Regions from separate parts of the Zea mays genome. Here region 1 is linked to region 2. Evidence: chromatin contacts called from public Hi-C data. All regions are on one chromosome and are shown on one strand. Each heading gives the region's core, a stretch centred on a gene start, on an enhancer-like site or on the middle of the called end of the contact. The rest is flanking DNA. Distances are from core to core; before and after follow the strand shown.

Region 1 (2,793 bases), core at 222-2,721, 110 kb after region 2:
GGTCCCCGCGAGGGTGAGCGTGGCGGAGAGGTGGGTAGCGGCGGGGTCGGAGGTGGCCCTGGCCGAGCCGCCGCGCGGGTAGAAGGTCAGAGCGCGGGTGTAGGGACGGTCGCGGGCGAAGCGGAGGTCGCGGCCGCCGGAGAAGTGGCCGGCGGTGATCGAAGGGAGAGACCGGTAGGCGCCGTGGGCCGGCGGTGATGGAAGGTCAGAGCGCGAGTGCTTGGCGATGGGGAGGTCGCGCGGGGGAGCGGAGCCGCAGAGCGTGGAGAAGGACGCGGCCTTGGCGGACGGAAGCAGCAGCAGGAGACGGAGGAGGGAGAGGAGAAGGAATTGATGGGCGGAGGAGGCGTCGGTCCTCTGAGGCCGCGCCATTGCTGGCAAGCAGAGGCAGCAAGACGGTGTGCTCTTAGAAATGCTGCGCGTGTGCCGGTTTTTAGCGAGCAGCGTTGAATTGATGGAGAGATTTTGATATTTGCCATGAGCAAGAAACAGGTTTGTAAAATTGTCATCAGGCCCACATTTCATATATCCAGCTGGACCCATAATTTATAGACACAGTGGTAATTATAACAGGAAGACAACATTGTGAGTGGCAAAAATCTAATTATCTAGAATTGATGCGGTCGTTTTTAGAAGGCGGGGCGGGAGGGAGACAATACCAAGGTTCGCGCGCGACGAGTCAATAGTCATCGACCGACTTGGTGGATACAGATCGTATCATGCAATGGATAGAACCTCCTGCTTCCTGCGTCGGGAGACCAAGACCTCAGTTACAAACAAGTTCAGTAAAACGTCAGTTTGTGCACGACCGGGCGGGTTAACTTTTGCAGAGTTTAATCGATAATGCTCCACTTCACAACGAAGATGCGCGACTGAAGTCGTCGGGAAAAAAAATGACATGCTCAGCATGGGCTGGGACTCAACTGTTGACAGGCTGAGAGTGCGCAATTGCTCTACATGTCTAAATAGTCCGTGCCTGTCGGACGGTACATGGCACACCACGCTTTTAGCCCGTCACAAACACAGCACGATCGTGATTAATTTTTGTAATTTTTCAGCGCATTTTTTATAAATATTAAAAGAAACTTTAATAGTTTACTTATAAAATAAATTTAGTTTAGTGGGCTAGAATGGTGTGGCTAGGCAATTTAAAGCCTCCAACCAGAGTTCAAATCCTTTCAAAGCTTGTTTTTAGTTTTTTTACTTATTTTTCTTCCCACTCCAGTTAAAGCACGGCGAGCCCTTGCCGACCGAAGGTGGACCCGTGCCGGGCTCAGCTCACCCATTTGGATAAGTATAGTCACCGCTATCCACCTCCCGTCTCCACGAAAAGACACCCGTTTGGACATGTATAATTTTTTTTTTGTTATTCTCCTTCCCACTTTGGTCAAAACACGATGGGTCTTAACGGGCTGCGGACCGGCCGGCACGACGTGGCTATATCCGTGCCTAACGGGCCAAAACGTGCTAGCCGAAGGTGGGCCCATGCTGGACCCGTCCCATCCGTTTGGACCTGCATAATCACCGCTATCCATCTCCAGTCTCCACGAAACAAGACACACGTTTCGAAAATCCAAAGGCACCTGGTGACGACCGACAAGTGGTTCCAGTTTTCTTCGGTCAGTATTTTATCTTTGAGACTTTGACCATGGGTGGGACAGCTAGAGCTAGCGCGGTAGAGGCGATGATAGCAGAAGCAGAGTAGCAAACCCAACGGTGAGGACAGGCAACAAAGCGAATCCAGGAGGAAGACATTCACAGACCACAAAGACCTTAGTTCGATTATTCTTGTACTATGTGAATTGGATGAGATTGGAAAAAATTATTATAGATTTTGATTTATTTGGGATTTGAAACCCACTCAATCTCACTCAATCCAAATGGATTAAGAGCAAAACGAACCAGACTTAGAATCCCAGATGGATGGATGGATGGATGGATGGCAGCAGCCAGCAGCAATCACGGCATCGACTGAAGAAAAACAAATTTCAGTCACCTGAGGGGACGGATGCTTATCACCCGAACTAACAGTTTCTGAGGGTTTTCTGATTGCAAACAACCAGTATGTAGAAAAGAAACACACAACGGCGCGGATGGCTCAATAGCGAGCGAGCTAGCTCCACCGGCAACATCCATCCTTGCCGGCTCTACACCAACACCACTGTTGCTCCGCCTCCGCCACCATCCGGCCGGCGCACCCGCCCCCATCTTTTGGCTGCTGCTGAGGACACAACGACCTACATGGCAGGCATAAGGTGACAAGGCTGGCGCCTGGCTGAGATTACCAAGAAGGGAACGAGGCAATGACGCAGGCGCGTTTGGATTCAGCCCGCGGACGCCTTGCCAAACTGGCCGGCCGGCTAAAATTCAGCCCCCGCGCGCGCTCCGATTCGGCCGCAGAGATGAAACGAAAATGAACTGCCGAGTTGGCGGCACTGGATGGAGCATGCATGCAAGCCGAATAGTAGCAGCAAACCAAACGCAGCCCTTTTCCAGCGTCAACGCTCCACGGCTGAAGTTTTGGCAGAGAGCACACCGGCTTCCAACAAAATCGCGCCAGCCTGACAGAGAGCATTATCCGGCTCCGATGTAAATGGCAGGAACAATGCAGACAATCATAAAACCGGCCGGCATGTTTGTACCTTATCGACTGACGACTGTACTGCTGGTCGCGTTATCAATCACCGTCACTCCTTACCTACCATATTGATCTAGTATACAGTCATTACTATTGAGCTAAAGCAGTGACGAATCTAGCTTAAAAAATACTGGGGCATTGAAATTAACTTCTCT
Region 2 (2,815 bases), core at 155-2,654:
CATTGGGACACCACAACGTGGAGTAGACAAACATTTTACGCTTGATCGAACCACGAGATAAAAATTGTCGTGTCAGTTGTCTACTTTACTGCGATTCTATTCTTTCTAGCATTTCACTTCACTTACAATATTGCTCTATGTTTAATACTCACCTTGTGAGAGCAATTAAGTGAAGAAGTCCTCTCCTCACACACTCTTCATTCGAACTTGGTTTTTGGTCTCACTAATCCATTTTAGACCAAGTTTGTTTTTGTTGAGTTGTTTTTTACAGGATCACATATTCACCCCCTCTCAAGGTGCTCTCAGCAAGCCACTATGTTTATAGGTTCCTAGAGTGCACAAAACAAGGGACCACTTGATGATCCAGTATAGAAGCAAAATATAAAGCTATCGTCAATGCAAAGACAAAGGTCATGTGGGTTCAAATTCTTCTCAGAGAACTCAAGATTCACAGTCTAAGAGCAACCAAGATGTGATGTGATAATATAGGAGCAAAATATCTTTTAATCAATCTAGTCTTTCACGCACATACATAACCTATAGAAGTGGATTATCACTTTGTACAAGAACACGTTGTAGGGCGGATGCTAGAAATCGAGTTAGTATCATCCAAAGATCAGGTAGCTGATGGTTTTACATAACCTTTACAAGTGAGGAGGAGGGGGAGGAGGCGGTGGGATCTCGAGGGGAGGGAGGAGGCGTGAGTGAGGGATGAGGGAGAAAGAACGATACAAATAATATTAGCCCTTGGATTTGAGTGAGTGAGACAGAGAGGAGGGATATTCAGCGATCTAAACTATTGGTTTTGATGGTGTGTTATGTGTGGGTGCAATTCATTTGTATGCAGCATGGAGGTTATAACCCTTAGCTTATCATGTTAGGAGTCTCAAGTAAATGTTACCGCACTGTATTATTCATGTGGCAGTTATTATAAACCTATTAGAACTAGCTTGGTGGCAAAAAGGTTGAGAGGGGAAATCCCTTGCCACCAAACTAGCCCCTGTAGTTCAACAACAATTGGAACACTAATCTAGATAACTCTATTCTAATTTCGATTAGATTGAGCACTGAATCTATTTAGCTTGTATGGTAGCTCCAACTCCAAGGATACGAGATTGTCAAGAGAACAATAGTCTAATACGCTCCTTTTTATAAAAACCGGGCTGGAAATGAGCCGATGAATGAACAGGATCGATCGGACCGTCCCGGTCTAATACCCTCTTTGTTTGTTTGTTTGTTGGAACATATATACTACTACTATACACGGCGCCGGCGCCGGCTCCGTCCAAACTCCAGCGTCCATACACAACGGAATAAAACCACTAATTGTCTGACGAAAGCGATAGCATGACCATCAATCAGGCAGTGAGATTGAAAGCGAAGGAAAATAGGAAAAGAGGTTTTGCTTCAAAGAAACCTCTTCGACCCGCGCGCTCCCACCCACCAGTGAAGAAAAAGAGAAGCCCACACGCGACGCGAGGTTATTGAGCGGTAGGGAAGGAGGAGCAAGAAGGCCGGCCAAGCGGAGGCATCAGCATCACATCGAGCATGCTGGAGCTCCTGCTCGTGGGGTGCAGCGGCGTGGTGGTGCTCCTCCACGGCGCCAGCCTCTTCCTCCGCGCGCTCTTCGCCCCGCGCCACGCCGTCGCCAGGCCCATCAGGTGCGTGCGTGCGTGCTTGCCGTGCGCGGGCGGCCGCGAGCGCCGAGCCGATGCCGATCCATCTGCCGTTCTGCACACTTGCGCGCCGCGGGCGTCTCACAGAGCGGGGCTTCCTGCTTGGTGTTTGGTTTGTTTCGTGCAGCTTCCTCGGGTTCGTGGCCTGATCGTTCGCAATGGCCATCGGGCGCGGACTGCGGAGATGATCGTTTCGAGTAGCTGCCACCGAAGATCCATCGACTGATGCAGCTGTGTGTGTGTGCCCACAAGTTCTCGTTCGTTTGTGTGTCAGTGTGTGTGGCATAGCCGTCGGTTCAGACGTTGGCACCGGCCAGGGAAGGGGAGCGCCGATGTTGTTCAGTGATATACCAAACCCACGGCAGGGAGTAAAATACAATTTCAGTCCTTAAACTTATCGGACTATATTATTCCGGTTCATAAACTTGTAAAGTATATCTTTTAAAGCCTTAATCGTTATTCAGGTCTATATGAGGTTCAAATCGGATTGAAACAGCTCCGGTAGCAAGCCTTAATCCATGCCCAATTGCTATGCTCTTTTACCCATCCATGAATATCTACAAAAGCTGTCCAGCCTCTGCTCTTCCATGTTCGTCGTCGGGCAGGTGGTGATGGGCCTGCCGCCCTTCTTCCACATCTACGCATCACCGGCATCTGCTCCGCCACGCTGCGGCACAAGAGATCCCCTCAGCTCCAGGTCCGTCATGACTCATGACAGCCGCCGCACCGCTCGCGTCGGACCTCGTGGCGCCGTTCAAGCGGAAGTTCCCGGGCGTGCAGGTGGAGGAGACGTACGGGCTCACGGAGCACAGCTGCATCACGCTGACACACGCCGGCGGCGGCGAGGACGTGGGGTCGACGGTGCAGGTCGCCAAGAAGAAGCCGGTCGGAATCATCCTGCCTAACCTGACCTGGAGGTGAAGTTCGTGGACCTCGACACGGGGCGGTCGCTGCCCAAGAACACGCCGGGGGAGATCTGCGTGCAGAGCCAGGCCGTGACGCACGGCTACTTACACTACAGGAGGAAGGAGGAGACGGAGCGCACCATCGACGCCGCGGGGTGGCTCCACACCAGCGACATCGGATACATATCTTCGTAAATGGTTAAAGTCCTAATTATTTTTAATTCAAAAATAAAT

What was found. A called contact is a pair of places that touch in the nucleus more often than the background predicts.
Region 1: a contact with region 2 is called in a Hi-C map of ear, with 1.5 times the contacts expected there. The contact joins the enhancer-like site here to the promoter of LOC100279390 in region 2. A contact is called at or near these places in 2 of 25 Hi-C or Micro-C datasets (ear and leaf).

Annotation. Positions count from the first base shown.
Region 1 is chr3:214,607,355-214,610,147 of Zm-B73-REFERENCE-NAM-5.0, forward strand. No RefSeq gene overlaps it. Among protein-coding and RNA genes, the nearest start is that of LOC100274602, 12 kb to the right of the region's middle. Within about 2 kb of position 1,472, at least 14 of the 20 cell types and tissues checked have an H3K27ac peak or open chromatin away from gene starts, as enhancers often do. A contact at or near this core is called in ear and leaf, where this site is marked.
Region 2 is chr3:214,494,595-214,497,409 of Zm-B73-REFERENCE-NAM-5.0, forward strand. It overlaps LOC100279390, which reads left to right and starts at 1,405. Exons shown (of 2, transcript NM_001152403.2): 1 at 1,405-1,661; 2 at 1,804-2,815. The coding sequence starts at 2,195. The coding sequence ends at 2,581.